Linked DNA regions of Mus musculus: region 1 is linked to region 2. The links are chromatin contacts, called in public ChIA-PET maps. All regions are on one chromosome and are shown on one strand. The core of a region is the stretch at or near the end of the contact, and the rest is flanking DNA. Distances in the headings are between cores, read along the strand shown. Region 1 holds the start of Zfp592 (zinc finger protein 592). Region 2 overlaps Iqgap1 (IQ motif containing GTPase activating protein 1).

Evidence for each region. ChIA-PET counts read pairs in DNA pulled down with a chosen protein or histone mark.
Region 1: a contact with region 2 is called in an RNA polymerase II ChIA-PET map of effector CD8 T cells, with 4 times the contacts expected there. The contact joins the promoter of Zfp592 here to the enhancer-like site in region 2. A contact is called at or near these places in 1 of 39 promoter capture datasets (pre-B cells), 3 of 115 datasets of contacts at active chromatin or transcription factors (acute myeloid leukemia, effector CD8 T cells and fetal liver) and 1 of 9 other capture datasets (adipose tissue).

What each region holds. Positions count from the first base shown.
Region 1 is chr7:80,989,719-80,994,970 of GRCm38.p6, forward strand. Zfp592 (zinc finger protein 592) reads left to right here and starts at 3,966. Exons shown (of 10, transcript NM_178707.4): 1 at 3,966-4,044.
Region 2 is chr7:80,716,745-80,722,113 of GRCm38.p6, forward strand. Iqgap1 (IQ motif containing GTPase activating protein 1) reads right to left here. Exons shown (of 38, transcript NM_016721.2): 36 at 4,125-4,247; 37 at 267-375. Among named protein-coding and RNA genes, the nearest start is that of Crtc3, 31 kb to the left of the region's middle. Within about 2 kb of position 1,942, at least 31 of the 459 cell types and tissues checked have an H3K27ac peak or open chromatin away from gene starts, as enhancers often do. A contact at or near this core is called in effector CD8 T cells, where this site is marked.

The DNA.
Region 1 (5,252 bases), core at 2,716-5,215, 270 kb after region 2:
CTCCTCCAGAGGAACCAAGTTCAGTTCTCCAGTTGGTTTCCAGGATCTACATCAGAAGCTCACAACCACCTATAACTCACTCTCAGCTTCAGGGTCATCTAGTAGCCCATGTCTTCATACACTATCTTCTGGGCCCCGAGGACAGCTACCCAAATATGGCATATACTCATACAAACACATAAACAGAAAGAAAATCTTAAAATTTAACCCCCCCCAAAAATGAAGTCATCTTTGTACCCTAGTTTAAAGTGCATGTTTTTCTTTTCTAGATCTTTGATAATTTTCTCTTGACACAAAATTCTATAGTCTAGTGAAAAAAATTGTAGTTAATAATCAGAGAAGCGCCAGGCGGTGGTGGCACACGCCTTTAATCCCAGCACTTGGGAGGCAGAGACAGGCGGATTTCTGAGTTCGAGGCCAGCCTGGTCTACAAAGTGAGTTCCAGGACAGCCAAGACTATACAGAGAAACCTGTCTCGAAAAACCAAAAAAAAAAAAAAAAAATCAGAGAAGCAATGCCCAATTTTCATTGTATAAACAGCTGGAATACATTGCTCTCCCGGCCTTATTGTTCTGAATCAACCAAATGCCCAACTATTAGGAAGAAAGGGCCGAAGCCTACAACCTCTTTAAGAGATAATGGGAAAATCCACTTCAAACTGTATTGCCCGAACAGTTCAAGGTCCCGTGGTTCGTGCAGGTCTGTGAGGTTTAGAGTTCAGCCTGACTCACTTGCGCTTCAGTGCCACACCCCCAATGAGGTTTCAGACAGGCTCTCCTACTGTTCTACAGGAGTCCTGGGCTCTGGCCAAACAGTCCTCTTGGGTATTCTGAGTCTTTGTACTACCTGTCCCCTTTACCTGGGACAGTCTCCTTACCTTGGCCATTTTTGAATATTAAAGTCCTATATACACTTCAAGGATCTAATTCCAACACCCTTTTCTAAATCTGAATTCTTTGAAGCCTCACAAATACACACACTTACAGTTAATGTGCATTTGTAATATCTGTATGTACATAACTGGATAAATCCCCGTGTGTATGGTGTGTGACAATGTGGGCAAGTTTGTAGTGTGTCATGCATGTGGGGGTCAGAGGACAACCTCAGGTACTGTTTCCTAGCCTTCCTTCCACATTTGAGATGGGATCTCTTGCAGGTTTTCTGCTATGTTTGCCAGGGAAGTTGGCCCCTGAGCTTTCAAGGATTCTCTTTTCTTTGCTTCTCACCTCCCCATAGGATGGTTAGATTACAAATCTTCATTCTCTACTCACATTTGTACTCACTTTCACCCCCTGAGCCAGCTCATTATCCCTCAACATGGTCTTTACTCATTTATTTTAAAGACCTAGGAGCTTTTTTTCAAGATAGAGTTTCTCTGTGTAGCCCTGGCTCTCCTGGAACTCACTCTGTAGACCAACTCAGAAATCCACCTGCCTCTTGGGTGCTGGAATTAAAGGCATGGGCCACCGTTGCCTGGGTAAGATTAATTACACGTGTGTATATACATGCACACAAACACCAGTGCCCATAAAGGTCAGAAGCAGGCTGCTTGATGTGAGTGCTGGGAATCAAACTCAGGTCCTCTGCAAGAGCAGCCTACACTCTTAACCACTGAGCCAGCTCTCCAGCCCCTCACCATGGTTTAATGGCTACAAATAAACTAATTTAACACGTTTTAATTTGGGGCATTTTGTTCACAGGTGTAGCACATTATTTGGGCGGAGGAGGGATAAACGGAGTGATAACCAGGGAATGGAGACAAATTTTCTGAAAAGGAAAGGGCTTTTTGTTGTTTTGTTTCTTTCAACAAGAGGTTTAGGGATAGTGCTGGTACAATGGCTTAGTGCACAAGGACTCTTGCTGCCAAGCCTTATGACCCAAGTTCAATCTCTGGGACTCACATGGCAGAAGCAGAACACTGACTCCTGAGTCTGACCGCCACTCACACACAGGAATGCACACAAAACAAACAAGTTGGGACTACAGACATTTAGGGGGGGAAAGTACCTCAGAAACTTCTACAGATATCAGATTTGCTGAGTATGCCATTTTCTCTATTAAGTGGTACAGGTTTTGTTCTTGTGTTTTGGGGAGGCGGCGGTGGGACAAGGTCTCCTGTAGCTCAAGCTGGTCTCAAGGTGGATATATACATAAAACCAAGATGAGCGTTAAAATCCTGATTATCCCACCTTCAGGAGTAGAATGCCGAGATTACAGGGATTCATGCCACCATAGTATGGGGTTTTGAACCAACTGTAGCCAGAGATTAAAGACAGAGAATTTAGCTGTTTATGGATACCATCTAGGATTATCCTGGTAGCTCATCTGTGGAAAATTGCATGCCTCCCTAACTTACAATAAATAAAAAGTCCTGCCAGGCATAGTGGTGCATACCTTCTATCCCAGCGCCACAAAGCAGAGGTAGTGGGTCTCTGGAGTTGGAAGGTAATTTGGTCTACAGAGCAAGTCCTAGGACAGCCAGAGCTACACATAGAGAAAACCTGCCTCAAATAAACAAGATCCTTTCTTTCTTGGCTTTTAAGGCGGTCTTTCAATGTGTAACCCCAGCTGCTCTTGAACTCAAAATCATCTTGCCTCATTCTCCCAAGAGCTGGGATTACACACATGCACTACCGCACGGGACAAATATTTCTATCTTTATTCATCTTTCGAATCTTGTTGGACAACACGCCTTTTCCTTGGACTTCCTCTTCCCCATTTCCCATCTTTCTGGGATATAAACTATAAATGACTCTGTCTTTGGCTCCTTGAGCTCTCGCTCTCTCTCAAACTGGAACAAATGAAACAAACCTTTCTTTTTACTCCTTCTTAAGATGGAGGCTAGTTTTCCCTTCCTCTCCCTGCCAAACTTCTGGAAAGAATAATTTCTCGTAACTGCCTTCACTCCTTCATCACTACCGCACTCCTCATGCAGGTGTTGGGTTCTGTCGGGTCCTGGCACACAGCAGACTCAGCTGAATGTCAGCTCTGGCCCTTTTGCCAAGTGTGGGCTTTTTCCTGGTTTCTTCGGGAGGAATTTGCTCATGCTTAGCAATCCTGCCTGGCACCAGAACTGGCCTGCCAGTTCCCACCGTCCGACCCTGCTGCCTTACTATCGCGTCCCCAAGGGACTCCAGGTTCTTGGAAAGTCCTGCGGGTCAACTTGGTAATTTTTTTGTCGGCCGCCTCTCCGAGTTCTTGCCCTGGAGTCACAGCCTCCCTGGTGAGCCTGCGAATTGCCAGTCCACCCTGAGAGGTTATCAGCTCCCTCCACCCCAACCCCTCCACCTCCATTCCACTCTCCGAGCGTCCCTTGGCTCCCCCAGAGGTAACACGTCTGAGCGCCCCGCGCCCGCAAGCATGTCCTTCCATCCTGCGACGAGTAGCCATTTAAGGCGCACCTGAGTGCCCAGGCCCACTGCCCTCCTGCTTCCTTTCACTTAGCAGTGCTGCCTAGGCCCGACTCGCCCAGCTCTCCGCGAAGACGACTTCTTCCGAGCTCTTGAGGCGCTCGGCGTCCGGTCGGCCCATAGCCGCGAAGGTACAACGCGTCCCTCCGGCAGGCGGCCTGGGCCGCACCGAGGCCTCAGAGGCGCGTCCGAGCTTCCCGGGCCCAGGTGGCCGGGAGAGGCCGCGCCAAGGGCGGCGGGAGCCAGCCCAGGTCGGAGTCCCGGTCCTGCCTGCGCCGTCCTCGCCCCGCCCCTCCCCGGAGTCAGCGTAGCCAGGGTCGCACCAGCCTGAGGCGGGAGGGAGGCGGAAGGCGCGGGGCCGGGCCAGGCCAGGCCGGGCCGGGCCGGGCCGGGGCAGCTCTATAGCCGCACCGCCCTGGCCGGTGCCCAGGCCCGAGTCGCCTTCCGCCCGCCCTTCCCACCCGCGGCCTCAGCCAGGTCCCGCCGCCAGCCCGGCTCCCGCCCCCGCTCCGCCCCCGGAGCCGCAGCCCCGCCCGCCACCGCCGTCGCCATGTTGTGGCTCCCGCAGCCGGCGCTGGGGACGCGCGCGGCCGAGCCCGGGGCCTGTCGCTGCCGCCGCCGCCGCCGCCGCCAGGTAAGCGCCCCCCGCCGCCTGGACGGGGCGAGGCCACCATCCGGGCCGCTCCAGCTCGGGCAGGGGAGTCTGAGAGGAGCGGGCTCTGCCCGCGCCGCGGCCCGGCCCTGCAGCCTGGTGGACCCTGCCCGCCGCCCCAGGCGGCAGCCACTTCCCCCGATCGCCGCCAGGCGGGCCCTGGCCACCACCCTACCCCGCCCCCGGCCCGGACCCCTTCCGCCGCCGCCGCCCGCCGATCGGGGCGGCCCGGGCACTCCGCTGTCGTCCCGCGCGCGACAGGCGGCCGCCCGCCGAGCCCCCGGCCCAGGCAGGGATAACGGTGCACTTCACCAGGCTGGGACGCCCTGTCAGCTCCACGGTCCCCGCCGCGCGAGGACCTGGCGCCGTCACTGGGCAGACACTTAGAACATCGGCCCTCCTCGGCGCCCCTCAGTCTCCCCCTCAGCCTCGCCCAAGTTCTGACCCCGGGGGTTCCTTCTCCCGGGGCAGACAAGTCTTCCTCCTCCAGAGTTGGGGTGCTTAGGGGGGGGTGACCAGGCCTGTTGATCAGGCTTGAACTGATTTCTCTGCGGGGTCTCTTCCTGCCAACCGAGGGGCTAGTGGGGAAAGGCTCCGTGTGACCCGGGGAGGGGGAGGACAGGAGAGCGTCTGCTGGACAGATGGCCTCCTGGCCTTGAAGCAGCTTTTGTGAGGGGGAGGGGTCCGTATGACCTTAGGTATGCCTGCTCTTGAGAACCTAAGATTATTGGAGGTGGTCAGGTATTTTTTTTTTTTTTTAACTATTTTTACGAGCAGACCAGAGGTGACATTAAAAGTCCAGGGTTGAAACAACCTACAGGCCCACCCAGGGAGCATGCTTTGTAGCCAGGACAAGCCTAGATAGTTTCTGCTTTAGGAGAGTGGGATTCGGGTGGGTAAAATGGGTTTGGACCAGGGTTTGCCCGTGGCCTGTGCTCGTGTAGGAGCTAGAGTGTGATTGTGTCAGGTGTACACCGGCTGAGCACACAATGTGCTTGGCCTGATGGGTGCTGAGTGGGACTTCAGAAGTCTATTTGCTAAACTGACAGGTACATTACAGTGGGAAAGAGAAAGGAGCCTGGTGCTTTTTTTTTTTTTTTTTTTTTTTTGGACCATTTCTACAGCTCCACTGAAGATGGCTTTGGTTCATTACCCCTCCCCCCATCTCCACTTTTAACCAGGTTGGCCAC
Region 2 (5,369 bases), core at 692-3,191:
ACACTGGTGGTTAGGTACCTCCTTCAAGGCCAGGGCACCAGCTCATCAGGGCTGGAGTGAAGATTCAGGTGTCAGAGCACTCTAAAGCATCCGCACAGGACGACTCTCAGAGGACACAGACCACACCCAACTCCCCAAGCCCTTAGCTTCTCCCAACTAGGCGCCCACCGAGCTCTCTGAATACACAAAGCTCTCCCCAAAGGCTTTCCCTTATCTTTTCTCCCACCTCATCGGAGAGCGTCACGCCTGAGCCTGTGCACACCCACCTGATAATGCAACATGAAAGTCTCCATCTGAACTCCCATGAACTTGGCTTTTACTTCAAAGTCTCCAACTTCTTCTGTTGGACCAATTTCGAAGATAACATTTTTAAATCTGTTGAAACACAACACCGTATGTGTGAGCTTTGAGTTTTTAGGTAATGAGACTCTGAGATGGGGGAGGGGGCACTAGGGGTAGATTCTGGACCTAAGTTCGCCTGGAGCGGCAGCGCCATTGGCAAAAGCATCCTGCTGTGGTGTCTGCTTTGACACCTGGAGAGAGAAATGGTCACCCCTCCCTGAAGCACTTGCAATTTGTTCCAAGACGGCCCATGAGAAGGCCACCAAAGCCTGAAATGGTGAGACCAGATGGCCCCGCCCTGAAGCAACAGTCAAAAGTCAGTGAGAAAAGGAGCAGGGTGTGGTGGCGCACACCTGCCATCCCAGCACTCGGGAGGCAGAGGCAGGGAGATACCTGAGTCTTGAGACCAGCCTGGTCTACAGAGTGAGTTCCAGGATACCCAGGGCTACACAGAGAAACCCAGTTCTTGGGGAAGGGGAGGGTGTTTGAGGATTGTGAGAGATGAGTGAGGAAGCAGAGGGGTCAGCAAGGTTGCTTTACTGGACTGAGAATGTATGTACTTAAGGATGAGTACACACGGCCCTAGGCAGGAAACCACACAGCACCAGCAATAAGTACGATTATGCTGCTCCCCAGGAGAACAGAGCAATCACTCCACATCTGCAGAGCTCCGTAGAGCTGTGGCCCACTACAGACAGTGAAGAACCAGTAAGGGTGCCCAAGAGGTCTCCAAGGGGATAAAGGAGCGCTCACAGCATCCGTGCTCAGAAACGGGGTGGTTTCACCTTACCTGCTTGGAACGCCTCCTTCCTACGGATAATTGCTTTGTGCAGTAATTAGTGTGAATGCACTTGGTAAGTCTTTTAGTGTCTATGCCCATAGCAGCAAATGAGAGAGAAGAGATGCAAACAGAGGGGCACAGGAAGATTAGTGGGAAATGATGACAGACAGACGGGAAGAATCTAGGTCAGAGACTGGGGGACTGCAAATGTCAGAACAACCACACAAAAACCAAACACCACAACAGAATCAGTCGAAAAACTGACCGGGGGTTGGCGGGGGGGGGGGGGGGGGGGGGGGGGGGGGAATCACAAGCCATACTCAAATCACACCAAAATCAAACCTGCTAAAAACACAACCCCTCAATCAGAAATCTAAGAAACATAAACTTAAAAAAAAAAAAAGAGTGCGTGTGTGTGCGTGTGTGTGTGTGTGTGTGTGTGTGTGTGTGTAGTCTGCGTGTGTGAGCATGTATTTATATGGAGGCCAGAATCAGGCATCGGACCCCCGGAGCTGGAGTTACAGATGATTGTCAGCTTTCTGGCCGGGGTGCTCTTAGCCACTGAGCATCTCTCCAGCCCTTACGGAGGTATTTTATACGATCATGGCTGGCAGGGAGCAGTAGCTTGGGCTCTTACCCACATTCACCAGTCCTGCTGGAACTATGGCAACAAGGTATCAGCCCGATTTGCAACCACTATGGCAACAATATATCAGAATGATTTGCAACCACAATGACAAACAGTACTGCAGAGCACGTACAGCCAGAACGTGAGTTACCATGTGGCCCTCCCTCCACCCCACTTGTGGGTACACACAGGAAGAAAGCAGGCACGCAGGGAGAGGTCCGCACCTGTTTGGTGCGGCACTGCTCACAATAGCTTCGAGTCGGAAACAGCACCTGCCCATCAATGCATGAAGGGCTGAACAAAATGTGGTACACACAGACAATAGAATATTATTCAGCCTTAAAAATGAAGGAAATCCTGTCATGTGGTTAAATCTCTAGGACATTATGTTAAGTGAATGGCCAAGCCAGTGACAATAGATAAAAAGTCCACAGCTTCACTTATGTGAGGTAACTAATGCAGTCAGATGCAAGGCCCATAAAGAGCGTGGTGGCTGCCGGAGGCTTTAAAAACCACTCTTGGATTAGAAATTCAACCGTAGGCATTTACTATTTTAAAAAGCAATCATGGCCCAGAGTGGCAGTGTATGCCTGTAATCCTAGCACAGAGAAGGTTCAGGGAAGAGGATATGAGTTGAAGGTCAGCTTGGGCTACACAGTGAGGCCTCATCACCACCACCACAAACCAAAAGCTGAGCGTGATGCTGTGTGCCTGTAGCCCTAGCTGTGCAGAAGACTGAGGGGGGAGATAAGTTGAGGCCACATCAACCTAGGCAGCAGAGCCAGGCACTATCTCAAAAAAAAAAAAAAAAAAAAGGTGGCCCTCATTCAATCTAATGCAAGCACTGGCTGACATATAAGTGTTATCACAGTTACAATAACATAGTCAAAAAGTATAATTAAGAGTTTTAAGCCAGGCGTGGTGGCACAGGCCTTTAATCCCAACACTTGGAAGGCAGAGGCAGGCAGATCTCTGAGTTCGAGGCCAGCCTGGTCTACAGAGTGAGCTCCAGGACAGCCAGGGCTACACAGAGAAACCCTGTCTTGAAAAACAAAACAAAAGAGAGAGAGAGAAAGAGAGAGAGAGAGAGAGTGAGTTAGTTCTAAACCAGGCCAACAAAGGAAATTTGTAATTATTATAAAAGAGACATTTTTAATAATAGATATAATGTCTATTGCCCATAACGGAGGAAAAGAAATTCATTCTCAGGTGGCAAAGTCTTGGGGAATAAAGGCTCCTGTCCTCAAACCTGATAACCCGAGTTCTATCCCTGGGACCCATGAGGCAGAGAGAGATAACCAACTCCTGCACCCAGCTCCACGGATATATCAATCATGGTGTATGCGGGTGCACACATATAAAATAGACGCAATTTTAAAAAAGACATTTTCAGGGCTGGAGAGATGGCTCAGCGGTTAAGAGCACTGAGACTGCTCTTCCGAAGATCCTGAGTTCAAATTCCAGCAACCACATGGTGGCTCACACCATCTGTAATGTGATCTGATGCCCTCTTCTGGTGTGTTTGAAGATAGCTACAGTGTACTTACATATAATAAATAAATAAATCCTTAAAAAAAAAAAGACATTTTCAGCTGGGTGGTGGTGGCGCGTGCCTTTAATCCCAGCACTCAGAACTTTGTAAAATGTCACTCTGCACATTAAAAAACATTTATATATAAATGTATAAAATACATAAAAGAGCCACCTAGAAAGAGAAATAAGAAAAATGAGATAATGATGTGATAAATTCAAATTTTAAAACCAGCTTCTAGAACAAAGTCAGAATGGACATATGAGAGGCCATGGCTCCGCAGGTGAAGTCCACTCTGCTCAAGCATGAGGACCTCAGATCAGATGCCCAACATCCATGTAAACATCTGGGCACAGCAGCGCAAGCCTGCAACCACAGCAGGGAGTGAGGGGGGTGAGCACTGGCAGACCCCAGGAGCTCGCTGGCCAGCCAGCCTAGCAGAACAGATGAGCTCCAGGTTCAGTGAAAGGCCTCGCCCCAAAAACAACGCAGTGGGAAGAGGAACAGCACGCCCAACAATGGCACACTTACACACAGACACTAGCACATGTGTGCACACACGATAAGGTGGAGTGTGAAGAGGAAAAGAGCACTTGACACTGGTCACCTGGCTTCATTTTCTCTCTCTCTCTCTCTCTCTCTCTCTCTCTCTCTCACACACACACACACACACACTCTCTCTCTCACACACACTCTCTCTCTCTTTCTCTCTCTCTCACACACACACACACACTCTCTGTCTCTCTGTCTCTGTCTCTGTCTCTCTCTCACACACACACACTCACACTCTCTCTCTCACACACACACAGAAACATTACGTAACATACAAAGCAAACACTCACTGGTTTGCCTGAAGGTCTTCAATCTCCAGAAGGACGCCCTTCTCATGCAGCCTCGCTGCTGTGTACTTCAGAGAAATCTTTTTGCTTTTCTTGCCTTTCATTTCCCTAGGCTTTTTGGAGACCCTGGGAAGATTAGGAAAAAGACAGGGATGTTAATGGGCATCAGGGACATCAAAGCTAAGAAAAGTAACCATGGGGAGAAGATGGGCCTCCACAGGGTGGCAGGGAAGTGGGCGGGGTGTGAGTGGGGGTGGTCCTCAGCAAAGACAACTGAAGACTGACCGTGACAGACAACTTCTGTCGCCCATGCACTTCCAGTTTACTCTCAGAAAACGCCTACATTGGCAGAGCAGCACATTTTAAAGAAGCTGGTGCAGACATTTTAAGTAAAAATTTGAGATTTGTTATTTTATGTGTGTAAGTGCTTTGTCTGCCTGTACGCCTGCGTAGGCATCGGAGTCCCTGGGATTTCAGTTACAGACAGCTGTGCGCCTCCACGTGGGTGCTGACAATTGAAGCTGGTTGCCTTGGAAAAGCAGCCAGGGATTTTAACCACTGTGCCACTCTCCAACTCCATCCATCGGTTTTGGTTTTGGTTTTTGTTTTGTTTGGTTTGGTTTTGCTTTGCTTTGTTTTTAAAGATTAAACAAAAGTTCCTCGATATGACACAGTATTCAGCCATTCAAAGTGAAGACCTACTGTGTCTGCCTAGAAGACCTAAAAATGTCAACGGGGCAAGGAGGACAGCTAGACCTTGGTTTCTAAATGAAGTTAGGGCAGCTTGGAGAGATCTTCACTCTAGGCCTGAACAGAGCAAACTACAAATTAAACCTGACACAGAATTCATCAGAAAGCCAGAAAGCACAAAAGACAGCCCCAACAAGGACGAACACGCCGCTAAAGGCTCCAGGGTAGTAGGGGACCACCTCTACATACTAGCTCCATCCCCCCCACCCAAGGATGCGCATGTGAGCTAGAGGGTCGGGGTGTAGGAAACACAATTTAAATTCCAGAGAATCCATGGGAAGGGCTCATGGGTGTCTTCTTCCTTCAACCGTTCTGAGGTTTGAAATTTCTAAGAAGAAAAGGGTGGGAGCTTGCAGTTTCTTCCCTGTAAAACGCAGGCTCAGGTTTGTGACCAGCACAGGAAAGCCTTCCCTGGAGCCTGTGATCCTGCCTACAGGCATCGGGAGCCTAAATGTTTATAAAGTCTTTCAGAGGTTGGTCGGTTTGGAGGCCAGCCTG